4 separate regions of the Mus musculus genome follow, and all the other regions are linked to region 4. The links are chromatin contacts, called in public Hi-C, HiCAR-type and Micro-C maps. All regions are on one chromosome and are shown on one strand. The core of a region is the stretch at or near the end of the contact, and the rest is flanking DNA. Distances in the headings are between cores, read along the strand shown. Region 1 holds the start of Skida1 (SKI/DACH domain containing 1). Region 2 holds the start of Spag6 (sperm associated antigen 6). Region 3 holds the start of Bmi1 (Bmi1 polycomb ring finger oncogene). Region 4 holds the start of Sfmbt2 (Scm-like with four mbt domains 2).

Region 1 (3,068 bases), core at 31-2,530, 7.7 Mb before region 4:
CCCTTTGCTGCAGAAGGAAGTATCTGCTCCCTGGAATTCGGACCTGTGGACAAGCTTCCAGCTCAGGCCGGTGCTGGGCACTCTAGAATGACCTCACCTCTACTCCAGGCTAGTTAATGGTGAAAAGTGTACTCATCTCTGGCTTATCTGTGCTTTGTTATGGGCCTGACGAGAAACTACCTTCCCCCTGCCCCACTCCTCAGCAAAGAAGCGAAATCCAATTGAATTGTTACATGTTCCTGAGGTGGAGCCTCGAACTGCTTTCTTGGTCAAATAACTTTGTTTCTGGTTGTAAAAGGCATGGGGGGTGGGGGGACTCGAGAGAAATTGCCAACGTAAGTCTGTACTGGGCTGGGTCACCTCAGGGTTTAACTTTAGAGCTCCCAGCCAGTCTCCTCCACTCCCAGAAGGGAAATACCAGGCTATTCTGCACGTTTTCCCTTAAGCTTCATTTTCCAAAGAAAAGAAGGGTGGGGTATATCTATTTGAGCTTGATAATGTTTTTTAAATGCTTTCCTTTGAAACGATAATAGCTGTATCGGTAAAATGCAAATAAAGCAAAAATAGGCAGTATTTCTTTAAAGGGGAATATACGGTTCTCTCTCTCTCTCTCTCTCTCTCTCTCTCTCTCTCTCTCTCTCTCTCTCTCTCTCTCTCTCGTACATACACTGCTTCTGATGAAGTCTGTGAGTCAGGCTGTTTCTGAGCTCCGATAGTTTAATGGAAAGATTTATATACCGGCTGTATTATTTACTTTGGGAGGGGAGGTGGCAGTATAAGGGTATGCTAATTAGTAGGAGATTTTGGGGGGAAGGGGTGGAATATCAATTTTTATTGCATCACCTGTCAGGAGTGTCCAATCAGCGTTGGCTTTAGGGGAATTAATTGATGAAGGTGTCTCCGGACGAGCTCACTTCACTCTGTCATTTTATTTGTAGCTAAAGCAGCGGCGGGAATAGCAGCTGCATTTCTTTTCTCTTTCTCCCTTCACATTCCATTATCATAGTGCTCCAATGGAGAAGGAAGGAGTAGCGGGGCCCAGGTACTGATCCGCATCGAGGACTCAGACCAACACACTGGCAGAGCTGAAACCGGATGGTCTTTTCCCTCTTTTTTAAAAAAACGAAAACCAAAAAAAAAAAAAAAAAAAAAAAAAGCGAGAATCAAGTCAGTGTAATTTCTTGGGGTTTTTCTTCCCCCCCCCCAACCCCCCAGTAATTCGCCTAGAGTTTGGCACTCCCTTCGCCGGGAATAACAGTCTTTGTTATTTTATTAGCAGGATGCCTTGAGACACACGCAGCATCTGGCGGAGGATTAACATACATACATGTGTATGTATGCGTCACGTATATATTTACTGCAAATGGTGGGGATCATTTAGTGCCCGAGATGGGAGACCTGAAGTCAGGTTTCGAAGAGGTGGATGGCGTGAGGCTCGGCTACCTCATCATTAAAGGGAAGCAAATGTTTGCTCTCTCCCAAGTCTTCACAGATCTGCTGAAAAACATCCCGAGGACGACCGTGCACAAGCGCATGGATCATCTGAAAGTGAAAAAGCACCACTGCGATCTGGAGGAGTTGCGGAAACTCAAAGCAATCAACAGTATCGCCTTCCACGCGGCCAAATGCACGCTCATCTCCCGGGAAGACGTAGAAGCGCTCTACACATCCTGCAAAACCGAGCGTGTGCTCAAGACCAAGCGAAGGAGAGTCGGTCGGGCCCTGGCCACAAAGGCGCCGCCGCCAGAGCGCGCCGCCGCCGCCAGCCCCCGCCCGGCTTTTTGGAAGGACAAGCACCAACTTTGGCGGGGCCTGAGCGGAGCCGCGCGGCCCCTGCCAATCAGCGCGCAGTCCCAGCGTCCGGGCGCCGCCGCCGCGCGCCCCGCCGCCCATCTACCTCAGATTTTTAGCAAATACCCGGGCTCCCACTACCCGGAGATCGTTCGCTCGCCTTGCAAATCCTCTTTAAACTATGAAACTGCCCAGCTCCAGGGAAACTACGTCGCCTTCCACTCGGACCCCGCTTATTTTCGGAGCCTGCTGTGCAGCAAGCACCCGGCTGCAGCCGCCGCCGCCGCCGCCGCCGCTGCTGCTGCCGCCGCCGCCGCCGCCTACTACCAGACTGCCGGGCCTCAGCCCAAGGCGGCGACCGGCGCGGGAGGCCCAGTGAGCCTGACTTACCGCTGCAAGCGCAAGCGCGGGGGCGCCAAGAACTGCCTGCTCCCGCCTCACGCCGGAGCCCGGCGCCTGCTGCTGCTGCCCAGATCCTACAAAGCCAAGGCGGCGGCGGCGGCAGCAGCGGCGGCTGCTGCTGCGGCGGCGGCGGCCGGGGCCACTTGCTTGGAGAGGTTTCATCTGGTCAACAGCTTCTGCCCGCCTCCCCACCACCACCATCACCATCACCACCATCATCATCACCATCACCACCGAGCCCAGCAGCCAACGCCGAGTCACCACCCCTCTCATCACCACCGGCCGCAACCCCATCTAGGAAGCTTTCCCGAGAGTTGTAGCAGCGACTCCGAGTCCAGCTCCTACTCCGACCATGCAGCCAATGACTCGGATTTTGGCTCCAGTTTGTCCAGCTCCAGCAACTCGGTGTCCTCAGAGGAAGAGGAGGAGGAAGGAGAGGAGGAGGAGGAAGAGGAGGAGGAGGAAGAGGGGGGCAGCGGGGCCTCGGATTCCAGTGAAATCAGCTCGGAGGAGGAGGATTCTTCCACCGAGTCAGACTCCAGCTCCGGGTCCAGCCAAGTGTCAGTGCAGAGCATCCGTTTCAGGCGCACCAGCTTCTGCAAGCCTCCCAGCGTGCAGGCGCAGGCCAACTTCTTGTACCATCTGGCCTCCGCCGCCGCTGCAACCAAACCCGCTGCTTTCGAGGATGCCGGCCGACTTCCCGACCTCAAGAGTAGTGTCAAAGCCGAGTCACCAGAGGAGTGGAGTCTGCAGAGCTGGGCTCCCAAAGGGACTCCGGTGTACTGCCCGGCCAGCTTGGGGAGTTGTTTCCCAGAGATAAGAAACGATAGGGTATCTGAGATTACATTCCCACACTCTGAAATATCCAGTACTGT
Region 2 (3,056 bases), core at 297-2,796, 8.3 Mb before region 4:
TAAATATTGAAAACATACTTTATTATAAATGGCTCCCCTTCACAACCAGAGATAACACCTAAGGGATAAACAGTAAAATTCAGTGAGGAAACAGAGAATCTGATCAAGAGAAGGTGTTTCCTCAAAGAAAGCCAGAAGTAAGCGCTGTCTAGGTGCTGTGACCATGGCAATGTGTTCTTAGTTTATTTTAATGATGTGTTCATTTAAACTAGTTTTAAATTAGATCTCATCCTGTAAACTGAGGTTTTCTTAAGACCTAGTAAGTGGCATCAAGCTTACAGTTCAGTCAGAGGCTTTTGTGGAAAGCTGTCTTCTGGGCGATGCTGGAGGCCCCTTCGTGTGTGTGTGTGTGTGTGTGTGTGTGTGTGTGTGTGTGTCCCTCTGCCTCTCTGTCTTTCAGCCTCAAATCATAAGGTGACTACAGACAAAGACATTTAGAGCAGAGGCTTATGAAGTACGGACCTTTTCCAGGATGTCTAAGTGACTAAGGTGATGGGGAAGGTATTTTCAGTGGTGTAGTCAATGGTAGATTACACTGGTTCCTGTTAGTAATGCTAAACTCATTGGTTCTCCAAACTAGATTTGGATGGAATCCTTTCTGTGGTCTGTGTTTGGTGCCCCATCAGTGTTGTCTCTTCAGAAACACACACACACTCACTAGTGGTGGTGGAACAAAGATGGATTTCACTAACTGTGACCTCTCCTCTTTCCCCTCCTTCCTTTCAGACTAAGGGGTGGGAAAAGGATGCCCTGTAAGATTCACAAAACCAGGTCCGTTTTGCCTGCTTCGAATGTCCTGGAAAAAATTTCAAGCATACTACTCTTACTCCATTAATGCCTAGAGGAGACCAGTGAAATCAGCCTGGGATTTCTTTGCTTCTAGGAAGTGAATGTGATCTAGGAGTGACAAGAGAGGGATAGACTAGGTCTGGTTAGGGTACGTTCCCATCCAGGAAAACGACTTCTGGCAGTTCATATGGCAGGCCGATTGCAACGAAGATGGAAATAATACCAGGCCTCCTCCACTGCCTCACCCACAAGATACCGCGGAGGGGAGGGAGTCCGGCGGAACTTGGCACCACTTTAGCCTACTTCCTCGGCTCCCCAAAAGCTGAGCTAATAAGGGAGCATAAAGACAATGTGGGCAGCTGGGAAAGAAAGAGGACCGGGGACCAAGGGAGGCTGGGGCGCTGGGTGGTGTGAGGATGAAGTGCGGGATGAAGGATGAGGCCAAGGCGATGAAGGAGGAAGATGGATTCGGGATGAGGTGTGGGACCAGGGTCCCATGAGCTGTGAAGGCTCACCCGCATTCTGCAGTGTCTCGATGTTCTGGGGTTTGGTCGCCTGCTCCGCCACCATCTGCACAAACCGGGTCCGGGCGTTCTGGTACAGCTCGAACACTGCAGAGAGAGGCGAAGTGGAGTAGCCCACCCTAGGAGCCAACCCGTCGGGGCGCCTTCCCAAGGCTCCTACCTTGCAGCACCTGCCGCTGGCTCATGGTGCCGCGGCGCGTGTCGGGTCCGCTCGCCGCGACCCCTCAACGTCCCTCGGGACTGCTCTGTGTACCCACACTCCTGGGCAACCAGTCGGAATCGGAACGCAGCCGTCCTGTCGCAACAGTTAAGTCCCAGGCATGACATCACAATGGTCGATGGAGTGGTGGAGGGACGACCTGATAAGCTGGGACTCCAGTGTTGCTCGAGACAGTCCGTCGGTTGTCACTTCCCTGTAGGCGGTGCACAGGGCGCCAGAGTCTCCCGGGAGGACTTGGTCTATGCCGACCCATCCACGAGGCAGGGTTTTCCCGACTGCAGCGCGACTGCAGCGCGAGCGGGCTAGGGGCTGGAGAGAAGGGGTGCGCTCGGGGACCAGGCGTCAGGCAGATAGACGCGTTGGCCCGGCGTGTCCCCGGATCAAAGCAACACTGGCAACACATTACTCCGTGTTGCTCTTAATGCCTCTCTTCCTTACCTGGCACTTCTGATTTCCGAATTCCTGGAGAGTCACAGCAATCGTGTCCATACACTGAATTACGATATATTAACAACAATTAAGGACACTTAGAGAGTCTGTGGAAAAGCAGAAAAGAAAATAATATGATAAATATCCATCTTGCAGGTTTTTCTAATGACTACCAAGTTTGCTGTCTCTATATTTCAATATGACTTCTAAAAAATAATTTCTTTTAAATTCGGGCCTTATTTTGTTGCTCGGTGACATTTCCAAAAGAGACATTTCTTTTTATCTGAAAAGACCAGCTCACATAAATGGAGCTCCGCAGCCTTTCTTTTTCATCAAATTTAAGCACTACAGTTTACCGTTAGTTCTAGCTCCTCTCTTAAAATTCTGCACCAAATGTTTCAGTGACAGGTGTCAATTTTAAATATTTCTCTCTCTGAAACTACCATTTCACCAGGTGTCAAATGGACAACTAGCCACAGCTGCTGCCTAATCGTGGCAGACCGGAAATCTTTGCTATCACCAAGAGGACGCACACACATCTCTGGTTTTCATACTTGGAATCTTCTACTACAGTCACTTTTAACTCCTGATAGGAGCTCTCTGAAGAAGCCTTGGTATTCCCTGGAGTCCTAGAAGGCTGGGACTAGTGTGTCTAGTCCTCTTCACACCCTGGGACAGCCTTTGGCTTCTGCAGGTCAGCAGTCAGAGACACATCCTTTTACTTAACTCTGTAAGTTTCACAGTGGTCTTCTACATTCTCCCCAACAGGACTCCCAGGTACAGATATAGAGGGAAACCCGGAGTGAATTATTAAAATTGCTAATGGAGTGTACTTAATTTATTTTCAGTTCCCTGTAGCATTTTGAAGACTTAAAAAAACAAAAACAAAAACAAAAACAAAACAAAAAACCCCTCACAACTTAAAGGTCCTGGTGCTTAGTTTCAGTCTTTAGACAATTCAAACTCCTAAATTGCTACACCCTCCATTTTTAGTAAGTGCTTTGCTCTTTATTTTCTATGTTCTATTTATTTTCTACTTTAAACTTGTTAGGAATTCAATAACCTCCATATGGGATGCTAGGTTTTAAAAGTCA
Region 3 (3,103 bases), core at 193-2,692, 8.3 Mb before region 4:
ACGCGTTAGTGCTCCTTCTCCGAAGCATCCATCCCCTTACTTCATGACCTATTCTGACATTTAGCAAAATCTATAAAATGCAATGGACCTAAGTCTCAGCTCATCCCACAGCAAAGGGGAAAGTTGTAGTGTCTTCGAGAGAAAAGAAGAAAAAAGGAGGGGTGAGAGTGGAGAGAGAAAGGGCGCTCAGCAAGGCTAACGTACAGTCACCGGCTTCACTCCAAAACAAAGCTCAAATTTTAAATGCCCACCTCCTTGAGAGCTCGCCCCAAGTACGTATGGAACCCCTGTCCTCGACTCCCAACAAATACCACCTTGAAAACTTTACCCTTTCCAACACAAATGCACAAGACCTTGGAAACAACTGGGAACCGCCATCTTACCAGCCATCCAATTTCACACAAGTGTCCCTCCAACTTAAGTTAATAACATTTTTGTCGGGGCTCCCCCCAGCCTAACACCCACCTCGTCGGGATCGCTGTTCCCCACAGTACCCATCCCTATAAAATGGGGGCGTTCCCTGGAGGTTCAAAGACCTCCAGAGCCCTTTCTTCGGGAGAGGAGGGAAGCCACTGGACCCAGGCAGCGCCCGATCTCGGGATCCCGTCCCCGTTTCAGCAAAGTCTACCTCTCAACAAAGGGCGCAGCGGCCGCGGGAGCCGCGCAGGCTGGAGACACAAGTGCCGCTCTCGGGGACCATGTGCGGCGCGAGGGTGCCGAGGGGCGCTCGGGGGAGCGGGGAACTAAAACGTGGGGCGGCGCGGCGCGGCCGGGCGCGGGCGGCGGCCGGAGCGGCTGGAGCGCGGTCAGGCGGCGCTGGTGCGGGCTGCGGGGCGTCCGGCGCCGCGGGAGGCGGCGGGCGCGCGGGCGCGGGCGCGGGGCGCGGGCCGGTTGCCCACGCTGTCAGCGCCTCCGCCCCCCCCCCTCCACGCCGCCCCGACCCCCACCAGTCCCCGGCCACGGCCCGTCGGCGCCTCGCCTCCTACGTACCCGGAAAGAGCGGCCGGCGCGAGGCGATCTGAGCGGGCGGAAAAGACAATGAAAGTTAAAAGTCGTTCAGCATAAAATGAATGCGAGCCAAGCGGCCATCTTGGAGCGAGCCGCCGCCGCCGCTGTCAATGGGCACCGAGCGCGGCCGAGAGCAGCCACGGCCGCCGCGCTCCGCTCATGCCGCTCCCCCGCCGGCCTCCTGCTCGCGCGCTGCGGCCTCCTCCTCCCGCGCGGCCTCCTCCGCCTCCGCGCGGCCTCCGCCGCCGCCTCCTCGGGGCCTCTCCTCCTCCTCGGCGCAGCCGCCGCCTCCCGGCCGCGCTCGGGGGAGGGCGCGCAGAGGGGCCGAGCCGTATTATTCTGCGGGGCCGGGAGGTGTTGCTAAGCCTGCGCGGGGCTCCCTCGCCAACCTCCCCATTGTCTCTCCCGATCTCTGCCTTTAATACTACGATTATGATTTCAGACTCGCGTGGGGGAGGCGGGCTGGCGGGCGGGCGGGGGGCGCCGAGTGTGCTTGCGGGCCGGGTGGCGGGGGAGGGGAGGGAGGACCAGGAGGGGGAGGGGAGGGTGGAAAAAAATGCACGGCTGAAGGCAGAGTGGAAACTGACACCGGCTCCAAAATGGCTCGGAGTCCGCCCGCCCCCTCCCCCGCCCCCCGCCGGGTCACGTGCTCCCCTCATTCCTTAAGGGCGGCCTGGGAATTAGTGTCGGTGTAGTCGGGCCCGTGGCCGCCCCCTCCCCTCGCAGCGCGCCGCGAGCCGCGCGCCCAGCCCCCTCCCCTCCCCGCGCAGCGCGCCGGGGCCGCGACGGAGGCATTTCTCCACAGCGCCACACGCCGCTCTCCCGGCGCGGCCCGCTCGGCCCCGCACGCCGCCCCGCCCCCCACCATGTCTCCTGCTTCTGGCGCACACGTCCGCGGGGCCCGCCGCCGGGGGCGCCCGGCCGCTGCCCCGGCTCGGCCCTGCCGAACCTGCGCCGGATCGGGCCCGCGGAAACAACAGCGGCCGCCCCGCCCGCTGGCGGCCGGGAAGAGGCGCGCGCGGGCAGCGGCCGGGCTGGCTCCGCTCGCGGGGTCGGGCGGGCCGGGCGCAGGTAACGGGCGGGCCGGGCAGCGAGCACGGCCCGGCCGCACACCTTTCCCGAAACACTTAACCTGGGGCAAGGCAGGCGTCCGAGCCCACGCAGGGCAGATGTGCTTGGCACACTCAGTCGTCAAAGTCACACACAAACTCCAAACAGAATGCCGCCCTTCTTGTGGGAATACCACCGTATTTATTCAGGGTACGATACTTTAATAGGGCTTGAAGACGCTCAAGATAGAAGGAACGCAAGAGTAATACTGAAAATCCAGATGCTTAAGAGTCTCCCTCTTAACCATTTCACATGTGTAAAAAAAGTGTCAAAATTGATGGTTGGCATCACTTCAAAAGGGTGCTAGCTCTTTTTCCACTGAAAATGACATCCAGCTCGCGCGAACGATGGTCCAGCAGGAGACAAGGCGCGTCTGGTTTTCCTCTAGGCTCCTGGGGTCATCAGCCTCCCCAAATTACAACTGAGTTGCTCTTTCCAGGCTTTTTGAAGCATCCTTAAGTTTCCCCACCAAGTCCTAAAAGATGTACAATCATGTCACAACTTGGGCATACAAGTGAGGAAGCAGCAACTCTGAAGCAGCTGCAAGAACACAGTCGGAAGGAAGAACACCTAAGGAGTCCACGGGAGCTCAACAGCTCGCAAAGCCCTTTGGAAAAGAAGCGCTTCTTCTGCTGGATCTGGTCCTCCAATCAGGTATTCAAGTTCTAGTTAAAAGGGAATTTCTAACAGAATTTTTGCAGGCTGAGAATATCTAAATTATCTCTCAACTTCTCTAAGGAAGGTTATGATTCACACACATTTTCTGTTTAAAGTTTCGCTAATATTTACTCTAAAGTGACTACAGATGTCTTTGGAACATTTAATTTCATTCAAATTTTCAGGAATGATCTTCATTTTATTTAATTGGTAAGAAATTCGTTAGCATATCCATCAATCAACGAAGACTTTAATTTCTTCAGTTTTACACTGAAAATATTAACAGTTTTAAGAACTTGTGTGAACTTTCCCTTTATAGGGTAATTTA
Region 4 (2,774 bases), core at 258-2,757:
ATGGGGGACCCTAAAAACAAAATCGAAGGTCCCGTCTGGTCTACCCCACCCTGTACTTTAATTGTGCTTTTATATGAAGACTCTCAAAAAAAAAAAAATCTGTTCTTGGGGGAGAGAAGAAGAGGTTTTCTTTGGGCCCGTACCACACCCAAAAATGCTGGGAGTTAAGTTTGGACTGCCGGGGATCTACCAGCTGCAATCTACAGGAATGCGAGTGACGAAGCTCGCTGGGCTTCTGGTGGGACACCTGGCCAGGACAGGTTCCCGTAGGGTGGGGTTTCCCTGGCCCATATCAAGAAAAACCAGGTCCTTCATGATCTATAGGAATGGAGCGGAAGATCCGCCCAATCTGATCTGCGGGGTCTACCCGCACTTTTTCACGGGCGTGGCGCAAGGGCTAATGAGCTTCCCGGGCCTTGGGCGCAATGGTGGTACGGAACACAAACGAAATGTCCCCTATACAGAAAAGCTGGAGATGCCCAGGTAGACAAAACTCACCGTTTATGAAGCTGGGAAGCAGTAGAGCGAATATAGAGCTGGTTCTATCGACTAGGAAACAGAAGACACAATTGCTCAAGGTCTTTGCCTTTACAACCCCGACTTCAAAAAAAAAAAAAAATCTTCCACTCCGTAGTCTTCTATTGCCCACCTATCCCTTACACCACTCTCCGAAAAAACAACTACATACTGAGATTTTTAGTCACCCTCCCTGATCCTAACATCCCAGCGAAATTCCCACACGTGGTTCCCTAGGGAGTGGTGAGGGCTAGGAACCGCCAATAGAGTGACGGGGCCAGAGGCTAACTTTGCGCGGGAGACATCACCAACTATGAGGCTTTAGGTCATCTGGAAGAATCTAGAAGGGAGAAGCGCAGAAATGGCTCTCGCCATTATTGGGCCTCAGGGGTGGGGGGTGGGAGGGAATGGTGGGCGAAAGTCAGAGATTCGGAAAGCGTGGTGGAAGTTACAAAAGACTGAGCCCTGCCAGTCTGAGAATATTTCCTTCACATTTTAGAGAATTCTTTAGCTCTAAAGCGTCTCGCCTTGCCCATACACCTCCGTTTAGTACAGAGCCATCTAAGACCCTGAAGGCCCCAGTCATTCGCTTATCAGTATTCTCTGAGGTTCACACTTTTATCACCCGCCGGAGTTTGCCACTCCCGAAGCTAGCTTCCCGGTGTCCAACTCTTAGGAACACCAATGTATTTTTTGAGCTCATCATCCTTAAGGTCGGAGACTCCTGACGGCAGAAACTTCTCAAAAATAAATTAATCCCGTCCCTGAACATTATTCATCCCATCTACACCCGCAACTGCTTCTTTTATTAACCCAAGGTGGTCTCAGGTGAAGAATCCGAGGATTCCAGAGTGTATGTCCAGGTTTAGGTCTCAAAGTCCCAACTTACCTCTTCTCACTCCTTCAACTCGCAGCTGATCCTTCAGAAAGAGGTGGGAAAGAGGCTCAAAGTCACCTTTAGAGGCTTAGACCCACAAGACCCAACCTGCGCTTCCGTCCAGGGGAGTGGTCAGGGTCCTGTCCTTCCCCCTTCCCTCCCTCCTCCCCCCAATAACCAAGCGCAAAGCACTCTTAGACCGGAATAGCTCTCAACTCACACTAGGTTGTCCAACCCAACTCTCCAAAGCCTCAGGTTGTGGTTGCGTTGGACGCCTTAGGCAGCAGAACTCCTTTGTGCGTCCTAGACCGCCCACCTAGCTCCCAGCTTCCCTACCAGGACTTCCGGGCAGCTCCCCTTTGGAAGGAAATAGAATTTTATCAGTCCACCAGCCACGAGGCTTGAGTTGTAACCTACCAACGCGGTAAGGGTTGCGGGTCTATTTCCTGGTTTAAAGTTACGATTGCCCACTGAACGTTGTTCCATCAAAATTTTTAAACACACACCTGATTATCTTACCTGATTCGACAAAGTAATTAAGCAATCTCTATATGGTTGATATTCAGACCCACATTATGTAATTCTGCCCAAGGATCTATAGCAAATGGCGCGGAGTTCCACCCACCCATTCATTCATTCATTCATTTGTGTATTTATCTATCTACCTGTCATGATTAAGAAATAAAAAACATTGCGCTGTCACTGCACGTAGTGGCCGCACTGTTTACACAAATTACTCCAATGATGTCTACAGCAAACGGTCTCCAAGTTCAATATCCTTTACTTTTAATTCACTCTTGGCACATGGCTTTTCTTATGTCCTTTGGCTTTTCTTTGTGATCGTTGCTCCTGCTGCTGTTGTTGTTTTGTTTTTTGTTTCTTTTTAACCCACCTCCCACTTTTATCCCAGGGCACCCAAAAGGCAATGAAAAGTGGCTAGCAGGTTCCCTCCGAAGTTAAAGGTACTCCTTCGTCCCGTTCCAATGCCGTCTAATTTCCACTTTCATTTCACAACCAGACCCTTTAGGGATGTGTGACTCCAAATGCGGGACCCACTCCAAATCAATAAAACAGTAACCACTGCCAAGAAATAAAGAAGTAGAGAAAGCAGAGACTGCCTTTCCAAAGACAAAATGCACTCCAACTCAGGAGAAGTCATGTTCAGTCTCACGATTAATAGTACTAAGTGATTCACTAAAAAATAATTAACACTTTCTGAAAAATCTCCCTTCAAATAAGTCTCTGATAGCACTGACTATATATGCTCTTGCATTCCTAAATTCTGGCTAAGCCATTCATTTCACCACTGTGTTAAAAAGTAATTAAATTAGTTTTGTTAACTGTAAGATATGTATATGCTCTTCCATTTCTCTAATGTCAC

What was found. A called contact is a pair of places that touch in the nucleus more often than the background predicts. HiCAR-type assays count read pairs that join an accessible place to other places.
Region 1: a Micro-C map of embryonic stem cells shows a contact between it and region 4, with 17 times the contacts expected there. The contact joins the promoter of Skida1 here to the promoter of Sfmbt2 in region 4. A contact is called at or near these places in 1 of 39 promoter capture datasets (embryonic stem cells), 10 of 484 Hi-C or Micro-C datasets (all in embryonic stem cells) and 1 of 115 datasets of contacts at active chromatin or transcription factors (embryonic stem cells).
Region 2: a contact with region 4 is called in a HiCAR-type map of embryonic stem cells, with 9 times the contacts expected there. The contact joins the promoter of Spag6 here to the promoter of Sfmbt2 in region 4. A contact is called at or near these places in 2 of 39 promoter capture datasets (cranial neural crest and embryonic stem cells), 11 of 484 Hi-C or Micro-C datasets (embryonic stem cells and stem cell-derived epiblast-like cells) and 2 of 115 datasets of contacts at active chromatin or transcription factors (both in embryonic stem cells).
Region 3: a Hi-C map of embryonic stem cells shows a contact between it and region 4, with 12 times the contacts expected there. The contact joins the promoter of Bmi1 here to the promoter of Sfmbt2 in region 4. A contact is called at or near these places in 2 of 39 promoter capture datasets (cranial neural crest and embryonic stem cells), 12 of 484 Hi-C or Micro-C datasets (embryonic stem cells and stem cell-derived epiblast-like cells) and 1 of 115 datasets of contacts at active chromatin or transcription factors (embryonic stem cells).

Annotation. Positions count from the first base shown.
Region 1 is chr2:18,046,661-18,049,728 of GRCm38.p6, reverse strand. Skida1 (SKI/DACH domain containing 1) reads left to right here and starts at 1,280. Exons shown (of 1, transcript NM_028317.3): 1 at 1,280-3,068. The coding sequence starts at 1,390.
Region 2 is chr2:18,697,512-18,700,567 of GRCm38.p6, reverse strand. Spag6 (sperm associated antigen 6) reads right to left here and starts at 1,546. Exons shown (of 11, transcript NM_001001334.2): 1 at 1,474-1,546; 2 at 1,305-1,400. The coding sequence starts at 1,498.
Region 3 is chr2:18,675,357-18,678,459 of GRCm38.p6, reverse strand. Bmi1 (Bmi1 polycomb ring finger oncogene) reads right to left here and starts at 1,442. Exons shown (of 10, transcript NM_007552.4): 1 at 991-1,442. Commd3 (COMM domain containing 3) reads right to left here. Exons shown (of 8, transcript NM_147778.4): 8 at 2,229-2,593. The coding sequence ends at 2,534.
Region 4 is chr2:10,369,184-10,371,957 of GRCm38.p6, reverse strand. It overlaps Sfmbt2 (Scm-like with four mbt domains 2), which reads right to left and starts at 1,507. Exons shown (of 23, transcript NM_001198808.1): 1 at 1,406-1,507.